Linked DNA regions of Mus musculus: regions 2 and 3 are each linked to region 1. The links are chromatin contacts, called in public HiChIP or PLAC-seq and Micro-C maps. All regions are on one chromosome and are shown on one strand. The core of a region is the stretch at or near the end of the contact, and the rest is flanking DNA. Distances in the headings are between cores, read along the strand shown. Region 1 holds the start of Slc38a1 (solute carrier family 38, member 1). Region 2 has its middle 26 kb from the start of Gm41394. Region 3 has its middle 4.6 kb from the start of Gm33253.

Region 1 (2,745 bases), core at 143-2,642:
GGGGCGGGGGCGGGGGGGGGTTAGTCCAGGTTAATTGAGTCTGCTACTGGCCCATATACCTATTCAGGGTAACTTATTCAGTCATAATCGTAACAAAATCGTAAATTTTGACTTCCTCTAGGAAGAAAGGTAAAAAGAATGGACTTTCGGTGTAAACTTAGAGTGTTACTATAATACATAAGTTTTTCACACAAAGAAGGAGCAACAGGACAAAAAAAAAATGGGGTGGGGGGTGGGGGGAGATGCTGTGTTTGAGGAAGAAACTGCCCTTCTGATTGCAGTGACCTTCCGGTTTCCAGGCATGTTCAAGAACACACCTCCCACTTGTTTCTTTGGAAGCCAGTGTTTAACTCACCACGACCATTTACGGCCATTGGAAGGGAGCAAGAATACCAGCCACTAAAAAGCTTAAATCTTGGTTGGCCCCCCACTTTCCCAGAGGAGACTGAAAATCTGTAAGCACCGCAAAACAGCATTCATTACTCAGCCTCTTGAAAGGCTCCAGGTAGAGTCATTTTTGAATCATGATTCAACCGCCATTTCTTGTTTTGATGGAACAGTGATGGCTAACATGTTGATGGCTAACTTTATGTTTAAAAATCTCTGTGCTTAAAGCAAATTTCGACCTCCAAATGTTAAGCGCTACTAGGGGTTAATCTTTATTATTATTATTATTATGGTTTTTTTTTTAACTGCTGGTTCTGCTTCTGTAAACAAGCTTGCAAGAGAACAGATTGAAGCTTTGTATTCTTTGCCTTTGTAAACCCTTGGCTGAGGTGTCTGGGTGCTACATTCGGAATTCCATCTCGGCGTCAGTGTCTGAATAAAATCCTCTTGGTTAAAATTTATTAGTGGTCAGGCTGATGAATCTCCGGCCGGACCCAAAACAGGAGCCATCCGGATGAGAGGGACTCAGGCTTCCACGCGGCAGACTCCGTGGTGGTGGTGGTCTCATTGGCTGGTGTGTAGGTGGGATTTCCTGTCGCCATTTTAAGGAGAAGCGACTGTGCCAGCCAGTCAGTTAAGGGGCTGCACTTCAGACAAAGAGTGGGGCAGGAGAAGTAACCCGAGGCGGATATGGCTTTCAGCCTGTTCCTTTTTCCAGGCCCAGCAAGGGTAGAGTCACGTGGCCGGGGCAGCAGGGCTATTGGTGCAGACCCCTTGGGTTATTGTCACACTCTGAGTCCCAAGGGGTCCCCAGAGCTGCTCTGGGGGGGGGGGGGGCGGGACTGTAGGTGTCCAGGTTTCCAAAGGTGTCCCCGCGCGTCCCGTAGTCCACCACCGCCCCTGGGTCGCGGGGCTACCCTCACGCTGCTCCCTTCCCACAATGCAACTCCGTTCGGTGAGGCCCTGGCGTACCCCAAGAGACGGCCCCCTGCCACCGCCTGGGCGAGTGAGCCGCTCCACCTCCAACCCCGAGGGTGCGGGTGCGGCAGCTGTGGCCCCAGCTGAGGCCCCGGGAGGGCGCAGGCAGGTGCCGGGAGGCCCGCAGCCTCCGTATGCTCGGGTACCACCAGCGCGTTGTTCGCGCATCCGCTCGCACTGCCCTTCCTGGATGCTCGGTGTCCGCCAGCCGCGGTCGCCTTGCGGTCTGGTAGCCCAGGGGGGAAGAGGAGCAAGAAGGCGCGGCGACCAGCGGCATGTGACCCGCACTGCTCTACCGCACACAGCTCAACTCCGCCGGCGCGCGGGCATGGAGGGATGATGGTCTGAAAGGCCGCGCTCCCGTCCCCAAACTGCCGAAGAGAAAGGGCGACGCGCCTCGCAGGAGCCAATGAGTCAGGTTGGAGCCCCTCCGCGCCGGGCGTGTGAATGTAAGTGCTGGCGGGCAGAGTGTGGGTGGGGGGAAACTGATGCAACCAGCCCTGGGAGGAGGAGGAGGAGGAGGAGGAGGAGGAGGAGGAGGAGGAGGAGGAGGAGGAGGAGGAGGAGGAGGTGGTGGTGGAAAAGGAGGAGGAGGAGGAGAGCTGTGGCCACGCCACTCTTCCTGAAGGTCGCCGGTAACCCGGCCTTTTACCTTCCTCCGAAACCCGCCACGCGGATCCTCCCCGCCCAGTCTTACAGACCTGGGGCCACCTTTCCCTAGCTAGTCCTTGACACAAAAAAGGACATCTAACTGCCGGGGACGGCCTGGAAGGGCGGACACTTTGGTGGCGCCTTTCCCTTTATTTCTCGAGGTAAGGTGCTTTTGGAGGGCAGAGGGAGCGGCGACTTGGAGGGAAGGGGAGTTTGAACAGGAAGGGAAGGAGGTAACTCAGACAGCCTCCATGTCTCGTGGACACGGGCAGAGCGTCGCGGCGCCTTTCTAGAAGGCAGGAGTCCGGTGCCCTTCCCTGAACGCAGGGACTCCAGATACCGCCGTGGCGTACAGTACCTTACTTTGTAGACCTGGTTTTATGGTGATGGAGTGTGCCACCAGATCTGGTGTCACTTTCGCGAATTAGGAACCAAGCATGCGATGTAAGGGGCATAAGGTACACCGAGGAGTGAATCAGTCTGCATCTTGGGACTGGCCGGCAGCGGAGCCTCGGAGACCGGCTCCCCAGCGCGGTAAACAGGTGCACGTTGGCTGCACCTCCACGGGCTCGGCCCCTGTCTCCGTTCCGGTTAGTGGGATGATGCTGGCAGTGACTCACTTTCCTCTCCCTCTCTGGAGGCTCTCTCCCGAATGAAGAGCCAGTGATAGGCTACTTCCTCTAGAGCCTGGTCCGGTGGGGCGGGAGAACAAAAGGCCACTGCTTGCGC
Region 2 (2,745 bases), core at 103-2,602, 950 kb before region 1:
ATGCCCTGAATAAACTATACTGTACTATACCATCGTGTGGCTGGTCCCTCAGGGGGAAGGAATGCCTTGGCATGGGCCTGCTGAGACATCCCCTGCTCCCATATCTCAACCACCCCCATAAAACATTCTTTCTCTCTTTATCTTTTTATCAACACATCTCAGGGGTTCTGCCAGCGTGTCTTCATGGTACCCCCTCTACTTCTGAGGATAAACCTCAGGTTTGGAGATGTTTAGAAGTGAACATATCGCCCTATACAAGAAGACCCATCCGGACGGAATCCATTGCAGAGCACAATGCTCCCCAAATCACACTTAGAGGGCCCTCCCTAAATGTCTCAGGATAGCTGTCCCAGAGGCTCTCATGTTCTCTTGCTATCTACAAGCTGTAACCCCTCCTCCCGTTGCTAGGGCTTTCTTTTCTACACTGCACAACCCCTTGGCCCCTCTTTCTCAAAGAGAAGAGAAGGCCAATGGTGAATAACATGCTTAAAGATATTTTTATTCGATTACAACTCAAAGGATACAAAGGTGCGAAAGAGGGTACTGATGTTTGCCCGGCCCTCTTGTCCTTCCATCTCATGCACCAGGCGTAAGAGCCCATCTTTAAAAGGATGGCTGTGCAGTGGTCTACACTGCCGTCTGCTAAGGTATAGTATTAAGTTCCTAGCTTTGTCTACAGTTTTGGCAGAGCTGGGAGAGAGGATCTTTCAAAAAACCAGCTGTGTGTACCTGTGGTTCTAGGAAGAGACTGTTCTTTTGTAGGGAAACAAAACCCTTTATGGGCTCTTTAAAAATCAGCCAACTGGGGGCAGGACCCCAGAAGTCAGGGGAGAGAGGGTGACTAAGAATCAGCAAGAGGCTTTGCATATGAGAGGGAAAAAAATGCAAAGGGTATCTCCAGACAGAGATCGGTCTATCCCCCACCCCCACCCTCCTGAAGATCTTTAGAAAGAACCAGGGAGGCCAGTGGCCTTGGGAGCCTGCCAGCCTACCGTCCTGAAGGAGGGAGGCTTGGACTATTCGTGTGGGTACCAAAGGAAACCAACCTCCCTGGCTCCAAGGCTTGTGTTGGCGTGAACCTTAGGCTGTTGTCCTCTCTGAGGGCTAGCCTCCTCACGCTGCCTAGAGAAGGTTCTTCTGACCTTCTGGGAACAGGGAGTGGGGTGCCAGTCAGAATACAAGAGAGGGTACAGAACGTTCGTAGATAAAAATAAACGGCCTTTGCCAGGCTGGGAAATAAATTAACTTTGCTTCAAATGTAAATGTCCCCGCAGGGGCTGAAAGTGTATTCTAATGACCTTGTAGGGCCAGATGGAAGAGGAAGAAAAACAACACATCACTGGCCTAGCCCCATCTTCTCTAGACTTTAATTTCCTCCTTTGAACAAAGGGACAATGAGGCGCTGATGGAACGGAACTGGTTGCAGGGCTGGCTGTTAAATGTGAAAAGGAAGAGATTGAGGCTTTAGAGCCACCACTTGAGCTCTACTTTAGACTAGCAACAGTCCCAACCTCTAGAAATAAGACTGGGTTAGCTAAGGTCAGGAGTGTCACTGCGCTGATTTTCTTGGTTTCCTCTCTGGATTTGTTCTGTGACTCAGTTTTCCTTTGTCTCACTCCCCTACCCCTACCCCCCCCCCCCCCCACCAAGTCTTGTTCTCAGTTTGACTGGGCTCTCCAGAAACCCTTATTTGATAGGTTCCTTCTTCTGTCGCCAGAGAAATGAGCCAATTCGAACCAGATTAGATTATGTTAAAGGCAGGTTTATTGGGAAGCTGCAAGTTCACTGGCCCCAAGGACTGGGGTCAGGGAAGTCGCCATGGGGAAAGGAGGTAGGGGAGAGAGAAAGACAGAAAGGGCATGCATGATGAGAGAGGAGAAGAAGGAAAAAGAAAAGAAACAGCGGGAGGAAGAGGAGGGGAGACACCAAAATGCCTGGATTACATAGATGGTAACTGAAACCCACTGCCTATGACACATCCTAGTAGTTAGCAATCTCCAACTATTGGTCGGCCATTAATTCAACCCTAAGGTCTTATCAAGAAATTCTGCCAAGTGGGCAAGATGACCCCAAGTAACAACACTCTTCAAAAAGAAGAACGTTAAAATACGTAAGCAAAGGAGAGCCTAAAAGCCTGGCTGTGATCACCGTTCTATCTGCGCAGGGATTAAAGGCTTCTTGCATCTAAGGAACATCTCCCACCGCGATGCCTGTCCTTGGAAATCTGTGCATTGCCGATTCTTACCCTGAAGAATGCTAATGTCTCCTCCGGGCTTTTTCCATGCGGTGGTGCAGTGGTGCACATACAGCTACTGCCTAAAATCAAAAGACCGAGCCGAGCCCCTTCATTTATTGTTCTCCTTTAATCTGCACTTTGTTTTGAATAAAGGGACACCTGTTAATCCCACTGGGTGAGAATAAGACCACTACTACAGTTTGGAGCTGAATTTGAAGCAAGCTTTAATTATGTACTGGTCAGAATGAAGGACTCAGGCTCGGTCCATTCTGGGCTTCCCTGAAAATACTGATGAGTTACACTTTGCAGGGGCTTATAAAGGCAACCTCGTACGGTCTCACCCAGCCCAATGGGGGTTAGGGGAAGCATATATCCAGACGTATTTCCTGCCTGGTACTTCTTACCTCCATGTGATCAAGCACATGCAGTGTAGTTGGGTCAAACAAACTTGTGTAGGGGACCAAACCCGCGTGGCTGGTAATCTTCCATGAACAATAGCCTCCAGCATT
Region 3 (2,745 bases), core at 86-2,585, 540 kb before region 1:
TCTGGAAGAGCAGACAATGCTCTTAACTGTTGAGCCATCATCTCTCCAGCCCTTCTGCGGGCATTTTAAACCACCTGGTTGATGGAGATCAGGATTTTGTTAAGTTATCACATTCCAAAGGTTGGTTGGTTTGTTTGTTTTTTTAATCTGTTTCCCAGGATGCTAGCTTCAGCTTTACCCACTGCTTCCAAGATCTGACACAGGTGGCAAGGCGTAGCTATTTGGTGGCTAAAGAGCATCCAAGAGAAACTGCAGTTTGGCTCTAAAGTTGCACTGTTCCAACTTCTCCACGGTCACTGGGGTTTAATCTGTTCACCGGCTTTCTGCAGGCACAGCCTCTTTCCAGGAATTTTGGTTTACAGACCCTACCTGTTCGGTCCTGCTCAGCCTGCCCCATCCTTCACTCTCTATATCACCTGGACCCAACCGTCTCACCAGTTCAACTTGGGCCTCAGTTTGCCCTCTACCCAGGAACTGAAGTTCTAACATATTAAATCCCCTGATGACCATTTTTATGAAACACTTGGGTTTTTATTTTTTTCTAGCAGAAGGAGTTTGCCCACAGGCTCACTTCTCACAGATCTCTTCCCCACCTTGTAAAGTTTTTATGTGTCCATGTGTGTCTATCTATGTGTGTGTGTGTGCCTGTGTCTCTGTGTGTGTGTCTGTGTGCCTCTCTGTGTGTATGTTTGTCTGTGTGTCTCTGTATGTGTGTGTCTATCTGTGTCTGTGTGTGTGTGTCTATGTGCCTATTTATCTATGTGTCCATGTGTGTCTGTGTGTGTACATATATGTTCATGTGTGTCTATCTCTGTGTGTATTCTGCCTGTGTCTTTGTGTGTTTGTGCTTCTCTGTGTGTATATATTTGTATGTCTCTGTATGTGTGTGTGTGTCTGTGTTTGTGTATCTCTCTGTGTATCTGTGTGTCTGTGTGTGTATCTGTATAAATCTGTGTGTCTCTGTGTGTGTGTGTTTGTCTGTATGTCTCTGTATGTGTGTCTGTGTTTGTCTGCGTGTCTCTCTCTCAGTGTGTCTGTGTGCGTATCTCTGTGTGTGTAAACTGTACATACACTGTAGCTGAGCTGCTGTTGCCTGTAAAGTAAGCATGGCCAATGAATCCCTTTTCATTTGTTCAGATTCTTGGTTATAAGGGAATATCAGACCCTGGGCCTCTGTAGCACCAGTTTTGATTGCTATAACAATCAAATATAACAGCTTAGGAAATTACAGCCATTCTTCCAACATGATGTATGGAGGAGAAAGCAGGACAAAGCCCTCTGGTAACAGCCCGTGCTGTGTCTAATGCATTATGGAACACGGCTGGGATTTCCACTTGGCTTTTACTTTCAAATTAAAAACGCATTCCATCATGCAGTTGACAAATTACCTCTGCAGCTCTCCAGTTGACAGGACCTATCAAAGGTGATGCAGTCAAGCTGGTTAATCTAGTATATAGGAGAATTACTGTGAAAAGCCATAATCAAAATAGCCCTAAGAAGATGCAACCAGGAAATGGCTCTAGAATACCTACCCGGCCTGAGAAGTTTCCATTAGTAAAGATGTTGAAGCAATTGCTTCATAAATAAAGGCTTATTCTATTTGCACTTGCAGTGGTGATTTGAAAAATAAACCCTCCCTTGAGTCTTCAGTATAAATATCTTGTTCTGGAATTCTCTAAACTAATTTCATAGGTGGAGAATTGAGTTTCCCAGAGGCGAGGCAAGTGATATGGCCCCAGCCTCCTTCAGTGCCTCACGCTCATGGACCGTTCAGGTTTCCTGTCTGACCTATCCACAGGAGGTCACAGGCGACATGTGTGATACCTCAGAGACAGCATCTGCAGGAAGGGATTGAGATTTCTGACAGTTGTACACTTGAAGCTCCATGAAATTGTATACAGGGAGGACACAGAGTTTCTAGGCCTTCCTTTTAGCCCACTCTTCCTTGGCACTAGTTAAACTGCTACCCAGCCCCACCGGCTTCTGGTTGAATTTTAACTGGGGCACATCATCTCTGAATGGACATAGAAATAGATCTGCTGATTGGGAAGAAGAGGAGAGGGTGGGATGTTGGCTGCCTCCGATGCTGAGCCCATCTCAGAGAGGTGGGAAGCTGTTCTTCCTGCTCAGCCCCACCGGAGTTCTGGAGTTAAAGGCAGTGGGGTAGCCAGCCTTATTCTTGGTTTGGAGTTGTTCTTGCTGGTCTGATTCAAATGATCATGTTGTGTCATCCCAGAACCTGTTTCTCTATCATTCTCCGTTGGTGATCAGTCAGTGGAAAGTCCATCTGAACTTTGACCTGTCCTCTTCAGCTTACAGCATCAGGGCCAGTTTTTATCCTTTTTGCATATTCTCACGAGCATTTTAATAAGAAGTTAGAAGGAGGGGCTGGAGGGATGGCTCAACAGTTAAGCGCACTGACTGCTCTTCCAGAGGATACCCGATTTGGTTCCCAGCACTCACATGGTGGCTCTGACACAATTGCTCTTCACTTCAGTTCCAAGGGATCCAACTTCTAACCTCCATGGGCATAGGGCATCCAAGCAGAATGCATGTATACATACAGGCAAAAATGTTCATACACATAAAATAAAAGCCATAAATAATAAACAAGAGAAACTAGAAGGGTGTATGTTAGGATTTCTGTTTTGTCCAGCTTGGAAGGTTAATCTGTTTCCTGCTGTTTATGATTACAAATGGTCCATTAAGCAAAATATTTTTAATCCAGCTGAATGGAATCAACCT

What was found. A called contact is a pair of places that touch in the nucleus more often than the background predicts. HiChIP or PLAC-seq counts read pairs in DNA pulled down with a chosen protein or histone mark.
Region 2: a contact with region 1 is called in a Micro-C map of embryonic stem cells, with 5 times the contacts expected there. The contact joins the enhancer-like site here to the promoter of Slc38a1 in region 1. A contact is called at or near these places in 2 of 39 promoter capture datasets (both in the 3T3-L1 cell line), 1 of 484 Hi-C or Micro-C datasets (embryonic stem cells) and 2 of 115 datasets of contacts at active chromatin or transcription factors (embryonic midbrain and embryonic stem cells).
Region 3: an H3K4me3 HiChIP or PLAC-seq map of embryonic limb bud shows a contact between it and region 1, with 3 times the contacts expected there. The contact joins the enhancer-like site here to the promoter of Slc38a1 in region 1. A contact is called at or near these places in 2 of 39 promoter capture datasets (the 3T3-L1 cell line and stem cell-derived epiblast-like cells), 1 of 484 Hi-C or Micro-C datasets (cortical neurons), 6 of 115 datasets of contacts at active chromatin or transcription factors (the NIH/3T3 cell line, embryonic hindbrain, embryonic limb bud and 3 more) and 1 of 9 other capture datasets (embryonic stem cells).

What each region holds. Positions count from the first base shown.
Region 1 is chr15:96,641,560-96,644,304 of GRCm38.p6, reverse strand. It overlaps Slc38a1 (solute carrier family 38, member 1), which reads left to right and starts at 1,392. Exons shown (of 16, transcript NM_001166458.1): 1 at 1,392-1,814.
Region 2 is chr15:97,592,523-97,595,267 of GRCm38.p6, reverse strand. No RefSeq gene overlaps it. Among named protein-coding and RNA genes, the nearest start is that of Gm41394, 26 kb to the left of the region's middle. Within about 2 kb of position 1,352, at least 19 of the 459 cell types and tissues checked have an H3K27ac peak or open chromatin away from gene starts, as enhancers often do. A contact at or near this core is called in embryonic stem cells, where this site is marked.
Region 3 is chr15:97,177,036-97,179,780 of GRCm38.p6, reverse strand. No RefSeq gene overlaps it. Among named protein-coding and RNA genes, the nearest start is that of Gm33253, 4.6 kb to the left of the region's middle. Within about 2 kb of position 1,335, at least 7 of the 459 cell types and tissues checked have an H3K27ac peak or open chromatin away from gene starts, as enhancers often do.